Linked DNA regions of Mus musculus: regions 2 and 3 are each linked to region 1. A link is a contact called in public HiChIP or PLAC-seq data. All regions are on one chromosome and are shown on one strand. The core of a region is the stretch at or near the end of the contact, and the rest is flanking DNA. Distances in the headings are between cores, read along the strand shown. Region 1 overlaps Nos3 (nitric oxide synthase 3, endothelial cell). Region 2 has its middle 41 kb from the start of Gm42228. Region 3 overlaps Rheb (Ras homolog enriched in brain).

The links. HiChIP or PLAC-seq counts read pairs in DNA pulled down with a chosen protein or histone mark.
Region 2: a contact with region 1 is called in an H3K4me3 HiChIP or PLAC-seq map of bone marrow-derived macrophages, with 5 times the contacts expected there. The contact joins two enhancer-like sites. A contact is called at or near these places in 12 of 39 promoter capture datasets (the 3T3-L1 cell line, the C10 cell line, HPC-7-derived erythroid cells and 5 more), 1 of 15 datasets of contacts at CTCF or cohesin (embryonic stem cells), 1 of 484 Hi-C or Micro-C datasets (erythroblasts) and 3 of 115 datasets of contacts at active chromatin or transcription factors (SST interneurons, acute myeloid leukemia and bone marrow-derived macrophages).
Region 3: a contact with region 1 is called in a FOXA1 HiChIP or PLAC-seq map of pancreatic cancer cells. The contact joins two enhancer-like sites. A contact is called at or near these places in 1 of 115 datasets of contacts at active chromatin or transcription factors (pancreatic cancer cells) and 1 of 9 other capture datasets (adipose tissue).

What each region holds. Positions count from the first base shown.
Region 1 is chr5:24,382,280-24,384,787 of GRCm38.p6, forward strand. Nos3 (nitric oxide synthase 3, endothelial cell) reads left to right here. Exons shown (of 26, transcript NM_008713.4): 23 at 246-367; 24 at 981-1,129; 25 at 1,251-1,445; 26 at 1,539-2,195. The coding sequence ends at 1,700. It overlaps Atg9b (autophagy related 9B), which reads right to left. Exons shown (of 14, transcript NM_001002897.3): 14 at 1,902-2,508. Among named protein-coding and RNA genes, the nearest start is that of Gm15587, 6.2 kb to the left of the region's middle. Within about 2 kb of position 1,257, at least 306 of the 459 cell types and tissues checked have an H3K27ac peak or open chromatin away from gene starts, as enhancers often do. A contact at or near this core is called in acute myeloid leukemia, adipose tissue, bone marrow-derived macrophages and 2 more, where this site is marked.
Region 2 is chr5:23,893,181-23,895,688 of GRCm38.p6, forward strand. No RefSeq gene overlaps it. Among named protein-coding and RNA genes, the nearest start is that of Gm42228, 41 kb to the left of the region's middle. Within about 2 kb of position 1,256, at least 114 of the 459 cell types and tissues checked have an H3K27ac peak or open chromatin away from gene starts, as enhancers often do. A contact at or near this core is called in acute myeloid leukemia, bone marrow-derived macrophages and erythroblasts, where this site is marked.
Region 3 is chr5:24,820,340-24,822,847 of GRCm38.p6, forward strand. The region is part of intron 1 of Rheb (Ras homolog enriched in brain); the gene reads right to left. Among named protein-coding and RNA genes, the nearest start is that of Rheb, 21 kb to the right of the region's middle. Within about 2 kb of position 1,257, at least 114 of the 459 cell types and tissues checked have an H3K27ac peak or open chromatin away from gene starts, as enhancers often do. A contact at or near this core is called in adipose tissue and pancreatic cancer cells, where this site is marked.

The DNA of each region.
Region 1 (2,508 bases), core at 7-2,506:
GGCAGAGGCAGGCAGATCTGAGTTTAAGGCCAGCCTGGTCTACATAGTGAGTTCCAGGATAGCTAAAGCTACCCAAGAAACCCTGTCTGGAAAAAACAAAAACAATCAATCCATCAATCAAACAAACAAACAAAAGAGACTCATTTGTCATTGGTCCTTGGGCTTTCCTGTCTGTACAGCCATAGCTTTGTTGATATGTCATGGGTGACGATGTAAAGGGGTCTTAATGGACTCTCTCTGGTTAGGGCTCCCTCCTTCCGGCTGCCACCTGATCCTAACTTGCCCTGCATCCTGGTGGGCCCAGGGACTGGCATTGCACCCTTCCGGGGATTCTGGCAAGACAGACTACACGACATTGAGATCAAAGGTGAGGCTGGGCTAAGGGTGACCTGCAAGTCAGAAGGAAGCCAAGCAGAAAATCAATGGCTTGGAAGAAACGACCATAAAAGAAACTAGGCCCAAAGGTGAAAAGAAACATATTTAATGGGAAAGGGAGGAGAGTCGAGTCTGGGTCCTGATTGTCAGCCTTCCTGGTGGTCCCTCAGCATATAGTAGGTTTTAAAATGGATTAAGGATAGAGAAGGGAGGGACAGAGCAGGAATTCGAACAGAAAACGACTCCAGGTTGATTCCTTTTGAAGTCAGAACGCCTCTGGGGTGATCCTATCTATTAACTGACAGGCACAGAGATGTCAATCAAAGTGGTTGTGTGCGATAGGACTGGAGTGAGGAAAAAGACCTGGGATTTCACACAAGGCAATGTGTACAGAATTGAGTCCAGTAGAGCAGTTTCCTTCTATAAATCAAAGGTGTGCAAGGGTCTGGGCAGAAAGCATCCTATTTTGCCCCTAGAGGCTGAACAGACAAGATAGTGGTTGCTCCAAGCCAAAAGTCTGGCTGGCACCCTGAGTGGCCTGGAGGTGGGGTTACCAGGACTGTTCCAGAGGAAGGGGCCCTCCCAAACCTCCATGTTGCTCACAGGGCTACAACCTGCCCCCATGACTTTGGTGTTTGGCTGCCGATGCTCCCAACTGGACCATCTCTACCGGGACGAGGTACTGGACGCCCAGCAGCGTGGGGTGTTTGGACAAGTCCTCACCGCCTTTTCCAGGGATCCTGGCAGCCCCAAGGTACCAGGGGCGGGTGTAGAGATAGCGTGACAAGGCCGTTCCCAAGCCCCGCCCCTCCCAAACCCATCTTACCCGGGCACGCCCCTGGCCTGGGCGTTCTCACAGCAAGGCCCGTCCCTAGACCTACGTGCAAGACCTCCTGAGGACAGAGCTAGCCGCGGAGGTTCACCGTGTGCTGTGCCTTGAGCAAGGACATATGTTTGTCTGCGGCGATGTCACTATGGCAACCAGCGTCCTGCAAACCGTGCAGAGAATTCTGGCAACAGAGGGCGGCATGGAGCTGGATGAAGCCGGTGACGTCATCGGCGTGCTGCGGGTGCGAAAGGGCAGACCTGGCCGGGCTAGGGTAGATCTATGCTGACAGCTCCTGTTCGGGTTCTAATCCATTGAGTTCTTTTCCTCCCCTCAGGATCAGCAACGCTACCACGAGGACATTTTCGGACTCACATTGCGCACCCAGGAGGTGACAAGCCGCATACGCACCCAGAGCTTTTCTTTGCAGGAGCGACAGCTGAGGGGCGCAGTGCCCTGGTCCTTTGACCCGCCTGGCCCAGAAATACCTGGTTCCTGACAGTCTTCCTCCCCTCCAGTTCCCGGAAAGAGGGATTGTGTCACTTCGTTCGGTTGACCAAGGCTAGCCACCCTCTCTGAAGAATGCCTACAGCATTGGTTGCAAGGCTGCCAATTTAAGATCTTTCTTCTCTCTCCAGTTTACCTAGGCTGGGGGGGGGGGGTCGGCCTAAATCTTGAAGGTTCCTCCGGCTGTGGTAGTTAGGGCATCCTGCTGCCCTCTTCATATGCTTTGATGGACTGTAGACTCCCTTTAACTCTCTCTCTGGAGTATCTTACGTTTAAAGTCTAAGTCATCCCGGTATTTATTGAAAAATTATCATAAAAGACCATGCCAGATGCCCAACCCAAACCTTGTGAGTTACAATGATTGAAAATGAGACTTGTTCAATGCTTTAATGTGTAAAGATGTTGGGATAATAATTCTTTGACAGTGAGTCCCAGACACCTCTCTGTAACCCAGTACTCTGCAAAAAAAAAAAAGTTTCTAACCAGGGACAGACAGTTTTGCGCTTGAGTGAACAGGTGCAGTCCTCAGCTTCCAAGAGTGGGGCGTGCCAGACATTCCCATGGCAAAGATGTGCAGCTCAACCATGAGCAATTTCTGCTGCTTGTTTCGTACAGGATGAGGAGTCCCACCCACTTCCTCCTGCTATCACAGCAGTGCTGACGTCCAAAACCAGCAGCCCTCTCTGGTTTTTCCACTCACCCGTCTCCATATTCCCCACCCCTAGTCCCACAGGAACTCAAAGGGGAGGTCGACAGGAACAACTTCCCTAACACTGAGTTGAACCATGCCTGGGCCCTGG
Region 2 (2,508 bases), core at 6-2,505, 490 kb before region 1:
CCTCATTGGGTTTCTTACTCACAATTCAGACAGCAAATGGCCGAGGGCAGGAGCAGCCTGGAGTCCTGTCAGCTGGTTTTATTTGTTCTTCCAGAGAACAGCACAGCACTGCACGACAGTGCTCAGCTACAGACCAAGACAGACCTCAGGTGAACCCTGCATACTAGGCCATCAGGCAAAAGCTGGGAGACAAAGGCCATCTGCCTGCTCCACAGGACTGTCTCCACTGCACCTTCCCAAGGCCCACAGCCATGTCTCCTCCCCTGATGGTTATGTGCTTATTACTGATCTGATAACTCATTCCTGCACCTGCACAATGAACATATTGCACCTTTTAACAAAAAGAGTTAAGGTAAGGGGACATTGAGCAGATCTAGAAAAGATCTAGTTGTGGCTTGTTATGGTCAGTAGAGCCGAGAAGGGGCTGGAGAGCTGCCTCACAGTGACGAGTACTTGCAGCTTTTGCAGAGCACCACATGGGAGCTCATAAATGCCAGCAACTGCAGTTGCAGAGGATCCAACACCCTCTTCCTCACTCTTCTTCACCCTCCAAGGGCTCCCACACATTCACATGGTGCACTAGAACTCACACAGACACACGCTCATACAAGCACACATGCACATGCACACACAGACTCAAATAAATAAATGATTTAAAAAGAGTCCAAGTATCATGAGTTTCCCGTTGTAAGCTTACTTGAGATGGAGAGGGAGATTAGAATGGTGAGTGAAAATTTTGTTTCTTTCTTTCTTTGTTAAAGAAATTACTCTGATTTAGTTTAGGGCTTTGTGGAGTAGCCAGAAACATTCTTCGTGCATAAATGAAGGAACACACTCCTGCCTAATACAGTGCCTTGCACTTAGAGGACCCTTGACCAACTGTGGCTAACGATGAGACCAAGAATAGTTTCCATTCTGAAGGAACAGACTCCATTCTGTTCGACGAGTCTACCACAGTGAGAACAGATTTTAAAAGTTCACTGTATTCAGAAAGGGATTTCCAACTGAAGCGATACAAAGGTAGTTTCTGTGGAGGGTGAGTTTCTATTTGATTACGTTCAAGAGACCACACACAGTCAGAAAACCCAAGTCTCCTTTTGAGCCCCTGTTATCTGCAGTCAGGCATCGACAGGGTCACTGTGCATAATGAGTTTAGGTTTTGGTTTCGTTTAATACACTTCACTATCTAGTGAAGTAACACCATTTCCTTTCTAAGAAAAGGGGCGAGGTGCCCATTCAGCTCAGGAAGTGACAAATCGCCATCACTTCCCCCTTTTCTGTGTAATAGAGGCAAGTATGTGCCCATGGCAATGCAGTCATGCCAGAGGTATGGAATCACAATGGACTCAGTCTACCTAGGTGAGTCTAATTTCACACTGCCCTGGGCCTGAGGCTGGCTATCCATTGTTCTAGCCTCTGGGGACACCACAGACTGGGTTTCTGGGCAAGAGTCTGCTTTCAACTGCAAGAGGAACATTTTCTTCATGCTACCCTATCACATCCTATCCTGGACTGTGGCCAATGCCTCTAGCTCCAGCAGCTGCCATGGAATCATGACTGTCAAAAGCCAGTCTGCTGAGGATACCCACACAAATGGGTAGAACCTGCTGGCATCCCTATGCTGCCAAACCAACCAACCAACCAACCAACCAACCAACCAACCAACCAACCAACCAACCTTTCTGTCGCCCTTTCTCTCTCTTCTCTTTCTCGCTCCCTTCTTCTCTCTTTCTGGGTCAGGATCTCACCTTGTAACCCAGGATAGATTCAGATTCACAGTGTGCTAGATTACAGATACGCATATGCCACCATGCCCAGACTGACTATTGAACGTGTCCTTCAAATCTAAGCTAGTGTCCTATGTGCAGCCACAGCATTTCCAACTGCTGTGTAGATCTTTAGCTACTGCTTCAGGGACTGTCCATACATCCAGTATCTAGATTTAGATTTAACTATGTCTTGTTAGCATTTTGTCTAGGCTCCACCCAACAGTTCTCAATCTCAATCTTTCTCTCTCTGTTTCTACTACCCTCTCAACTCAACTCCCCTCCCCATGCCCCGAATAAACTCTACCCTACATTATACTGTTGTCATTGTGTGGCTAGTCCCTCAGTGGGAAGGGATGCCTCAGCATGGGCCCGCAGAGGAGTCCTCTTCCCCCACACCTGACTGCACATCCACCAAATGTAGTCCTTCTCTCCGTATATTTTTATACAGCACGTTTCTAATATTTTCCCTATTTGCTTTGTGTGTACATTTGCATTTTACCTATATTATTATAATATTATTATTGTTATTTGTGTGTGTGTGTGTGCCATCTCTCAAGCACCACCTTTGCATTTTTAATGTGGGGAATAGGTTGGAGGCAACCTGGTGCTTTTTTTTACTCCCTCAGAGGTCGTTTCTTGATAAGAACATTTCCCTTCAAACCTACAATGCTTGTTTCTCCTCTGCAATAATGTTAGTTCTTGGACACCGTTTGGGAACCTGCCCATATTCACTTTCTTT
Region 3 (2,508 bases), core at 7-2,506, 440 kb after region 1:
GCCTCCTGAGTGCTGGGATTAAAGGTGTGCACCATTACCACCGGCTTCATGTCTATTTTAAAAATCTACATTCTGCATAAAAGAGAAAGTAAAATTTTCAAACGATTTAACTTTTTCATTATTTTAGTTAATTAATTAAGTTGGGGGCAGGCCTTGACTGGCCTGATGGAACTCACATTATGGACTAGGACAGCCTAGACTGCAGAGTTTTTGGGATGCTTGGATAAAGGTGTGCACCACTACTCAGGCCAAGAAAGTTAAAAAAAAATTCATTCTTGTTTTTGTGTCAGTGTTTCTCTGTATAGCTCTGGTTGTCCTGGAACTGAAAATAAATTCTTGAGAGCTTGTTCGGAAGTTCTAACAGGGGAGTGCAGCTATTCTATATCCTTGACAGAAGGAGGAGGGACGAACACTGGAGTAGTGAGGGAGGAGGGGACATCTGCCTAGTCAGCCAGATCAGCTCAATCAATGGAGTGACTCCAGATGGCCCTCACATACACAAGTAAATTCTTAAGGGAGCTCTGAGTCAAGGTGATTCCCCATGCTGTCCTTGATGCCTGCCGCCCGCCTTAGCACATTATCTTCACGTGTGCTTTCACAGACAGCTAGCTGTCAGGGTTACTAGATTCTCAGCTTTTAAAGAGTACTCTGGAAAGAAGAAATAACCCTGTCACACAAGCATTTTATTTAAAAACTCCTTAATACAGAATCCATAGGATCAGAATTTCACAAAACAGAGCTTGAACCAGAACCCTACGTTCTTACTACCCTATCTGCTTCCTTAAAGTCTCTCAGAACATGTTAGAACAGGGTTCCTAACTTGTGAAGATAAAAAAGAAAAGACCCTCGATTATTGTTGTCAGGAAATAATAAATATCTTGTTCATATCACTGCCAAACTCCTCTCTTTCATGTCCTCAGATATTACTACATGTGTTTTACAGGCCTGTTGGGCTCAACTCCTGCTTTGAATGGTATTTCTACTCCAACTCTATACTGCAGGCAGGGTGTAGCTCGTGCTCCCTGAATCAAATTCTGAGTTGCACAGCTCACAGGCTGAGGAATGTCTTCACACCAAAGAGCCACTGACTTGAAATTAATTCATAAAAAGCAGCACCCACCCACTGAAGACAGCCAGCCTCCCAGTGGGCACTCACTTACTCCTCACCAGCAGCTCAGTCCTTACTACTGTCAGCATGGACTCCCAACTCCACCATGGCCCACAGAACCAGACATGCCAACCGTTCCACTTGTCTGGGCCTTCTCAGGTCCAGTCACCAACATCCTGCCTCTGCAAGCCTCCCGCTGCTGTGACCTCTACCCTAGCCATTACTACCACTCCCAGATTTCTGAGTGTATGACTCACTCCTGTTATTCTGTCCAGTACAAATGTCAGTTCTGCAGGGAACCTATCCCCAAACCACCCTACCTAAGGGAGTACCTGTTCCCCAACAACAGTCTCCCTACAGCCATCTGTCATCTCGACTCCCCATTTGACACAATCACTCTCTTAGTTCTCTGAGATCAGCCTGACACACCACAGACATTCATTTCTAAGTGATAAAAAACAAAAAACAAAAAAAAAAAAACAAAAAAACCAACAAAAAACTCAGTTCTCATCTCTTCTATTCAGACAGTTTAACAAAAGAACAATTTCATTAGCACTTATTAGCACCAACCATGGGTCTGCCCATGATACAATAGTTCAGGAACTACACAAAATTAAGAGGACTGTGTTCAAATGAATCCAGGTTAGACATGTTATCAATAAAGAAGAATTTAACACAAAGTTTAGGTACTATTTCCAGGAACAGAGACAGCAAAGGAAAAAAAAAAATCCCTCTTAAGCTGGGCGTAATCCCAGCACTTGGGAGGCAGAGGGAGGTGGATTTCTGAGTTTGAGGCCAGCCTGGTCTACAGAGTGAGTTCCAGGACAGCCAGGGCTGCACAGAGAAACCCTGTCTCAAAAAACCAAAAAAAAAAAAAAAAAAAAAACAACCAACCAACCAAACAAAAACCCTCTTATGTTAGTAAAACTGAGAAGTTGGGAAATCTGGAACTGGATTTATAGATGGTGAGTGAGCTGAGCTGCCACGTGGGTCCTGGCAACCAAACTCTCTTCCTCTGGAAGAACAACTGGTGCTCTTAACAACTGAACCGTTACTCCAGCCTTCCTCCCAAAAGAAAATTCATTCATTCATTTATTCATTCATTCATTCATTTATTTATTTTTATTTTTTGTTTTTCGAGACAGGGTTTCTCTGTATAGCCTTGGCTGTCCTGGAACTCATTTTGTAGACCAGGCTGGCCTTGAACTCAGAAATCCGCCTGCCTCTGCTTCCCAAGTGCTGGGATTAAAGGCATGCACCACCACCGCGTGGCTACCAAAAGAAAATTCTTATTTATGTGTGTGTATATACATATGTGTATGTATGTATATATATATTACAACTACTTGGAGTCAGAGAAGTTAGTTTAATAAGAAAGAATGAAGAGAAAAAAGTTCTTT